Regions from separate parts of the Sus scrofa genome. Here region 1 is linked to region 2. A link is a contact called in public HiChIP or PLAC-seq data. All regions are on one chromosome and are shown on one strand. The core of a region is the stretch at or near the end of the contact, and the rest is flanking DNA. Distances in the headings are between cores, read along the strand shown.

What was found. HiChIP or PLAC-seq counts read pairs in DNA pulled down with a chosen protein or histone mark.
Region 1: a contact with region 2 is called in an H3K27ac HiChIP or PLAC-seq map of alveolar macrophages. The contact joins the promoter of CST7 here to the promoter of NAPB in region 2. A contact is called at or near these places in 2 of 5 promoter capture datasets (fetal liver and fetal skeletal muscle), 3 of 47 Hi-C or Micro-C datasets (embryonic fibroblasts, heart right ventricle and omental adipose tissue) and 1 of 2 datasets of contacts at active chromatin or transcription factors (alveolar macrophages).

The regions. Positions count from the first base shown.
Region 1 is chr17:30,756,267-30,760,322 of Sscrofa11.1, reverse strand. It overlaps CST7 (cystatin F), which reads right to left and starts at 2,323. Exons shown (of 4, transcript NM_001243310.2): 1 at 2,230-2,323. The coding sequence starts at 2,299.
Region 2 is chr17:30,394,727-30,398,964 of Sscrofa11.1, reverse strand. It overlaps NAPB (beta-soluble NSF attachment protein), which reads left to right and starts at 2,860. Exons shown (of 11, transcript XM_003134297.4): 1 at 2,860-3,057. The coding sequence starts at 2,960.

The DNA of each region.
Region 1 (4,056 bases), core at 1,074-3,573, 360 kb before region 2:
CCTGTTGTAGCTCAGCGGTCATGAACTCAACTAGTATCCACTAGGCCGTGGGTTCGATACCTGGCCCCACTTAGTGGGTTAAGGATCTGGCGTTGCTGTAGCTGTGGCATAGGCTGGCAGCTACAGCTCCAATTCAACCCCTAGCCTGGGAACTTCATATGCTGCGGGTGTGGCCCTTAAAAGACCAAAAAAAAAAAAAAAAAAAAAAAAAAAAAAAGTTAAGGGTTTCTCTGCAGGTTTAGGAGGGTGTGGTCTGCCCTTGAGTTGCCACCAGACACGGTACAGTTCCTAGAAGTGGACAGCTTCCTAACGAGTTGCCGGGAAAGCTCCAGGAGCAGGTTTTGGTGGATGCCTCTGAGTGTGCTTTTCTAAAAAGCTGGGAGAGTTGGGATGCACGCTGGCAGAAGGGCACTAGGGTCTGGCCGGTGTCCCTGTGCTGAGCTGGAGGCACTAGGCCCTGTGGAGAGTCCTGGCCCTGCCTGCATGGCCCCTCCCTGATGGCTGTGGGAGCTCAGGGCCAGCTGGGGGCCCCCACTCCTTCCTCTTTCAGGAGAGTTATGTGTGGCTGGGAGGTGGGGGGATCTGAGGGGGAAACAGGGTTCCCAGGAACAGAATGGTGATGTCCTTGCTGGAGGCCCCATGTCCCCGGTGGTTTACTTGGCAGGGAGTGGCAGCTGCTTCTGCGCCAGCATCAAAGAGCCCTTGTTGTGGGCAGGGTCCTGGCGCTCAGACCAGGAGGCAGTGCCCAGGGCCTGGTGTAGTGAGTAGTAGTAGTAGTAGTGAGTAGCCCATCATTTCTAGGGCACATGTGTCCCCTGGCACGAACAGAATGCTGGTTCATCCTGGCCTTAACCCACTGGGACATGCCCCGAGTCTGCATCCCAGCTCTGTCTCTCAGTGGCTGTGCCATCTCGGTGAAACTGCTTGGCCTCTCTGAGCCTTCTCATCTGTGTAACAGGGTGATGATGGCACTGGCCCACAAAGAACATGCACTAGTGTCATGATCATCAAAGATCAAATAGGCAGAATGGCTGCAGTGGGAGCTTTGGGGTCAAATGGGTCCATGCTGGGAAAAGTCTCCAAATGCAGAGGGGGGTCAGTGGCCCCCATGCCAAGACCTCCCCTGTGGTCAGTGGTCGCTGGACGCTCCCAGCTCCTGCCTTTGGTGACCGATGGTGCTGGACCCAGGTCGTGCCCAGGTGGCCTGTGGTGGGAAGATGGGCCGTGTGAGCCTGGCTGGGGGGCTTCCTGGTCAGGTTGAGGAAGAAGGGCTTTCCATTTTCAACCGAAGGCAAAGGCTGAAGAAATCGATGTAGCAATTTCCTAGGTTCTGATGGGCAGGGACGGAGGCTGCTGGGCCCCACATGCAGGTCAGTGCGGTTTAGCACCAGGGGTGGATAGGCCAGGTGGTGACACAGCGGCCCCTATTCCCTGCCCCCAAGGAAGGCTCTGGAACCCGCTCTCAAGAGGAGGGCGGAGGTGGGGGCAGACTTGGGCCCAGCAGAGCTGCTGTCTCTGCTTGACCACCGGACGGGCCTCCAAGCCACTTGCGCCACAGACAAGGCCCGAGGCTGGGTCACCTACCCTCGGTGTCCCAGGTCACTGGTCCTGCCTCGGCGCTCCCCACCTATAGCCTGTGGCCAGGCTCCAGCCCCCTTTGACAAGGGAGTAAGATAGATACCAACTGCCGCTTGGCCCCTCCCCCTTCCGCTGGTCACTTCAGTGCCAGGCACCAGCTTCCTAGTGCATGTGAGGGCAGGTCCTCATGGGCTGTGTGACTGGGCAAGTCACCTAACCTCTCTGTGCCTCATTTCCTGGCCCACAGGTGGCAGCTTCCTTCCTCCCCCAGCCCCAACCCCCAGCGCCGGCCTGGTGGGAAAGATGAAGGCTTAGGATCCCTGTGAGCCAAGTGACAGGACAGCAGCGGAGGCAGGAAGGATGCGCCATCAAATAGAATCGGCCTGACCGCTACCCTGTGTTCTATAGCTGTGGAGGGGCCACGGGGTCCCTCCCTCTGCTGCTGCTGGATGGTTCTCAGGACCCCCACAGGCCCCAAGAATAGCAGGGGGCAGAAGATATTTCCCTGGTCCCCAGGTCCCCAGTCTCCCCCAAGGCTGCTCCCCACAAAGGCAGCTGTTGTGGGGTCCCATGGAACCTAATGTGCCTCAGGAATGGGGGAGGGTTGGGGGTAAGCTCACGGCACCCAGGCAGCGGGAGACCCCCTCTTACCTTGTGAAGGGCCCCCGGTGGCAACCAGGACCAGGGTGCAGACGGCCAGCAGCACCCTGGCAGGACGCATGGCTGTGCCCAGGGCGGTGTGTGCTGGGCGCGAGGTGGTGGGGGAGCCCCGCCCAATGAACCGCCTGCCAAGGGGGTGGGGGATAGTGGTTTTTTGTTGAGTCGTTTTGGCCAGAAGCTCTTCACCTCCACATCCCTTGGCTACAAAGTAAACCGCTTCCTTTGTAAAAGTTTCCAAACAGCAATTATTTGCAGGGCAGGAGGAAGAGGTGAGAGCTATGAGCAAACCCTGCGATTTTCTACCCTTAGAACACATGGAAGAGACATTATAGCAGAAAAATGAGCAGGGATTTTAGGAAGCACAAGTACTGGGGGTTCCTTCTCTAAAAGGTGAAAAGGGTGAGCTCCCTAGGCCCAGATTCTGGGGTCCGAGTGGCCCCCTGCAGGAGATTGTCTTGGTGGTATGAACGGGTGGTGATAGTGAGAGGGTGTGTTGACAGCACTTAACTGTATGCCGGGCACTTTTCTCGCTGTTTCTTTAATCCCCCACCATCGTGTAGGGAATTACAACATTGTGTGAGTCCAGGAAACTAAGGCACAAGGGGATGAGAAGTTGTGCGGAGCTCTGCAGAGCTGTGGCCCAGGCCCAGCACTGTGGCCATGGTCATACCCACCGTCACCACCTCCACCCCGCCACCCCCCAGCCTCCCAGGCCCAGGGCCCTGAACCTGGAGCAGTCTGTGCCAGCCACACAGGCACTGGCCTGCTTGCAGATGCCAGCTTGGCCATGGGGACTCTGAGGGTGGCCCAAGTGTGCTGACACATCATCTAGCAGGACTGTCAGCAAAGGCACGTGGAGCCTTGCAGAGCAGCATGTGGGACCTCTGGAGGAGCCTGGGTGTGTGTGTGTATGACTCGTATGCATCTAAACAATGTACAGAAGAAACATGAGCTCCAGTTGCCCCGGCAGAGGATTATCCGATGGGCTTCTGACCCTTGTGTTCTGCGTGTGCTTTTTCTTTTCTTTCTTTCTTTTTTTTGGTCTTTTTGCCTTTTCTAGAGATGCTCCTGCGGCATGTGGAGATTCCCAGGCTAGGGGTCCAATCGGAGCTGTAGCCACCGGCCTGCACCAGAGCCGCGTCTGCAACCTACACCACAGCTCACAGCAACGCCGGATCGTTAACCCACTGAGCAAGGGCAGGGACCGAACCCGCAACCTCATGGTTCCTAGTTGGATTCGTTAACCACTGCGCCACGACGGGAACTCCTATATTCCCTTTCTTATATTATCTTCCTCTTCAGATCGCATAAATCTTTTGCCTTTTACTTTATTTTCTAAAATCCATGGTGGTGGTGGTCTGAATGGTGGGGCAAAACACCCTCTTCTGGGCTGGGTGGCGAGCAGACTTTGTCCACACGGTGGCGCCACGACCCAAGAAAAAAACTGGTCCCGTCTGACTTTTCCCAGGCTGGTGGCCCCCCTGCTCCATTCCCCACATTTGCAGTGATGGCGATGGATTTCAGCTGCCCTCTGCCCTCTCTGGGGAAGAGTGGTTCTTAGGGGGGTCATGGCGGGGGTGGGAGAGACTCTGCAAATCTTCCAGCTGGGCCTCGTCCTAGAGGATCTTGGTGCTGGTGGGGGTGGAGTTCCCGCACCAGCTGCTGCCCGCATGTGGGCACAGCCACTCCACAAGTCTGGGATGCCCCTCTCCTGGAAGATCCACAGGCCAGGGCTGGAATGACCTAAGATGTTGGTGCATGTCTGGACTTGATCTGGCTGCTGGCTGGGCCTCAGTGGGGCGTCGGCATGATGGCTGG
Region 2 (4,238 bases), core at 1,611-4,110:
GGGAACTTCCATATACCATGGGTGTGGCCCTAAAAAGACACACACACACACAAAAGACTAGAATAGTCACTAGCTGGGGCTGGTTGGGGGGGGGCGGGGCAAGCACCTAGGTAGTTACTGATTAGGCTCTGTGATTGGGGGAAGGTCAGTCACGTGAATGGTGTGTAGGTTAGGTGGGCGCTGGCCCAGCAGGGGGCATACAGAGAGCGAGAGCACAGCCATCTTGGGGGAGCCTGATCACCAGAGGGGGTAGAATGTTCCTCAGCTGTCCCCCTCCCGCGAGGGGTCACTCATTGAGGGCTGCTCCCAGGAGGCAAAGAGGCATGAATTCCCCTATGAATGAGATTAATTACTGGTTGGGGGTGGGGGAGTTGCAGGGCTCAGCATTCAAGCAGAGCAGGCTGAAGGCCAGAGAGAACCACCAGGAGGACAGCAGGCACAGGAAGATTAAGAGCTAGTCATGGTCAGAAGTTTCCCACTGATTCCAGAACCAGAGGTGACACTATGTGAGCTGTACCTGGCAGCTGCGCTGAGTCACCGAGCCATCAGAGCACCCCCCCCACCAGGCCCCTGCATTGGTGCCTGCTGCCCTTCTCCCTAGGTGCCAGCTGATGCAGAACCCCATGCTGTACCCCCTCTGCCCATATGCAGACACCACGCCTAACCCTAACCTTAATCCTGCAGGTTCTACCTGGTTCTGCCTCCTTTGGGGGAAGCTCTCCCTTTCCTGCTCCATCTTCTCAGAAATTCTGAAGCCTTCTTCCTCTTTCATCCCCAGTGTCCAGAGCCGCTGAGAGACAAGATGTGTCAGTCCAGTGCTGTCCACTAGAATTTTGGGCAGTGACAAAATATTCTCTGTCAGTGTGGCCTGATATGGTAGCCATCAGCTACCTGTGGCTACTGAGCAGTTGAAATGTGGCTAGTATGACCGGGGATGATATCTACACTTTACTTCATATTATTTGCTCTAAATGTATGTGGCCACTGTCCTGGTTGGCATGGGAGCTGGGGGGCATGGGTCCTTTGGATCTACTGCAGGGTCTCGGCATCCCCTTCCCTGGTCCACACGGGAGCAGGTCTCCTCCTCCCTCCCTCCTGCTTGGAGCATCCCCCTCTGTCCCTCTGGTCAGGGTTGGTCCCGGTTAACTCTGGGAGGTCTGTCCCTCTGCCAGCTACCTCCCCTCACCCAGCTCTGGAAGAATAAAACACGCTGTGAACACAGCAATGAAGGTAGGAGGTTTTTCTCCCACTGCGGTGTGGACTGTGGGGGAGGGTGGGAGTGCCCATGAGAAGGAAGAGAATGAGGGAAATACCCAGAAACACCAACAATGTCAGGATGCACCCCTGCCACCCATAACTGCAGCCTCTAGAGTAGAGAAGGCAGCCCACTCCCTCCTCCTCAGCTGACTGTATGCTTGAAACTCTGGAACTGTAGGCTCAAGAGTGGTGGACTTCTTAAACATACCCTTCCTAGACTCCAACTCCAGGAAACCCTGATGTAGAGATGGGGGCTTGGAGAGCAGTATTTCTCGGAGTCCTGCCCTAAGGCAGCTTTGGCAACTGCTTTAATCAACACACTGTTGTTGCACTTGGAGTTTTTGACCTGAACCCCTCCACTAAATCCCCATAGACTTCTCAAAGGCTCATGTTCTCTGCTTCTCAAAGGTTCATGTCCACGGCTTACACGTTTCTTTTTTTTCACTCCTGTGTTCACTGCTGCCTCTAATTTCCTGCCTCCTTCTTCCCCAATACTGCTCCAAATTAGCTCTTTGAAGTCAGAATAACAGATGCAGTGAAAGTAAATAAACTCTGGGATCTGAAGCTCCCTTCAGTCTGGAGTGCCTGCACTGCAAGCTCTGCAACATTTGCTTTAGTGACCTTTCTTTCTAGGAGTTTGGCCCTTCTTGCCTTTCTCTCAAGACAGCTTCATTTTCTTAAATGTATTTTGTGTGCCAGTGCCCACAGTGTATTTATTAATAGTTTGAAATTGTCACAAGTTCTCATTTGGCAGTGGTTTTCATATTTGCTTCACCACCTCTGCTTTAGCATTGCCAAATGTAAATGGTCTAGACTTTGTATGAAAAAATAACTCCCTCTGGGACAGTCCTGGAAGTTGCTGGCACACAATAGCCCCTATCTATGGATACCTCTCCTGGGAGATTCGAAGTCTTCCTGGCAGGGAGAATGGCTGTCCCAGAGGCCCACCCCACAATATGGCCAACATTATGTAAAGAGCAAGAGAGCTCAATTGCTCACATCCACTGAAAAGAATCCAGTCAATAAAAAGGGAGAATTATGCACATATTGCATATGTGCAAGTCTTCTATAGCCTAGGAAGAGACGCCTGACAGATCTAAACGCCTTGCTCTGGAGAAAAACATGGCTCTTCCTGCAGCTGTAGCTGGAGCGTGGGAAGATGGGCCAGTATCACAAGGTTTGTGCAGCTGCTTGGGTGGCCGCCTTACAGCGTGCTCTCAGAATGCAAGCGGTACAGTGGAGCTTTCCAGCCTGCCACCCGCCGTCTCCCGGTCCACGCCGTTATCCCGCGTCCCATCCATCCCGTTATCCCGTGTCCTCCCCGTCCATCCCCTGACCACGGTCGGTCGTGCTGGGCAGGGACTCCTGAACTAACGTGATGCTAGTGTTTGAGGCGGTCTTCCTTGGAAGCCGTGGGAACTTTTCCATTTCCCGCCTCCTTAAACTGTCAATACTCTCCTCGGTAGAGGGCCCTACAGAGGGTGAGGACCCCGGTCCCGAAGCCCCTGCCTCCAGCCGGCTCCGCGGCCTTCTGGGAGTTGTAGTTGACGCCTCGCACACTCCCGCCGCCAGGCCACCGCTCGGACTACAACTTCCGACAGGCTGCGCGCCGCGCCTGCGCGCCCCTCCGCTGCCAGAGGACGAGGCGCGGGAGACGCGTTCGGCTCGGGAGTAGCTTGTGGAGGCGGCCGCGGCTGTCGACATGGACAACGCAGGGAAGGAGCGAGAGGCGGTGCAGCTGATGGCGGAGGCCGAGAAACGAGTCAAGGCCTCCCACTCCTTCCTCCGCGGGCTCTTTGGGTGAGCGCCAGACCGCGCGGGTCCTGAGGGGAGGGTTTCCATTCCAGGAGGCGGCCCACACTTTACTCAGGGTCCCCGGGGCCTTCCACGCGCCCTTCAGGGGTCCCCTAGGATCCCCCGGGCACCCACAAACCTTTGGGGACCACCGAGCTCCCCCCATCCCCCCACGCGCACGCCAGGAAGTCTCTCCACCCCCCGGCCCCGCCCCCACACACCCCAGGGATCCCCAAGGGCACTCTATAACCCCCCCACACACGCCCTCCTGGGACCCTCTCGGCCACCCCGACACTCTCCAGGGATTCCCTAGGACCCTCAAGCGCGCACCCTCCCCGACCTGGCGTTCGTGGCCCTCCCCACCGCAGCCACACGGGTTTGTTATTTCTCCACGCGTAGCTCAGGAGACCTGAGTGGGTGGAGGCGCTGGGAGGGTGGGCGGCGGGCTGGTGGTGGGGCCTAGCTTCCCGCATTCCACCACCCTGTGCCCGCGCCCCTTGCGCCAGGTACACATTTAATAAATACCCGTGGGAGGAACGAGTACGTTTTCTTCGTAGAAGGTTCATGTGAAACCCAGCCCAGGGCTTCCTACGGATTAAGGATAACGTAGCTCCTCTTTTAAGTCTGCGTCTTTGGGGAATCCCGTCCATTTTCAGTGATTCTTCTGTGCTTTCCTAGGGAAGGTCTTAAATTCGGACTTCCCAAAAAAGCAGAGCCTGCACTGACAGTTCTTGGACAGTAGAATATGTGAATGATTCAGCTGTTTAGGATGAGAGAGGCGGAAAATTCGTGGTGTTTTTCCGTTTTTCCCTTTGGAAAGGGAAAGATCCTCTGCGGACACCCAGAGCAAGTTTTTATTCTGAGGAGGACCAGGGACCCATCCTTAACTGTTGCGCTATTAGACACAGGTTTATTTCAGTTTAGAACCTGCTCGTTTTGCCACCCTCGTTCTTTTGGTTGTAATACTTAATCGTTGTTGAGCATCTCCATGAAATGCTAACTGCAGGTTTCACGCAGTGCTGGAGTGCGGGCTCAAAGGTACCAAAGGTCATTTATCCCAGCTGGTTTCTCAATTTCTCAGGTGATGTGAAGTTTGGATTATAGCAGTGAATTATAAATTTATTCCCCCCTTAAAAGTTAGGACAGTACATAAGGAGCCACTGCTTCTTACTTGATGGGAACACCAA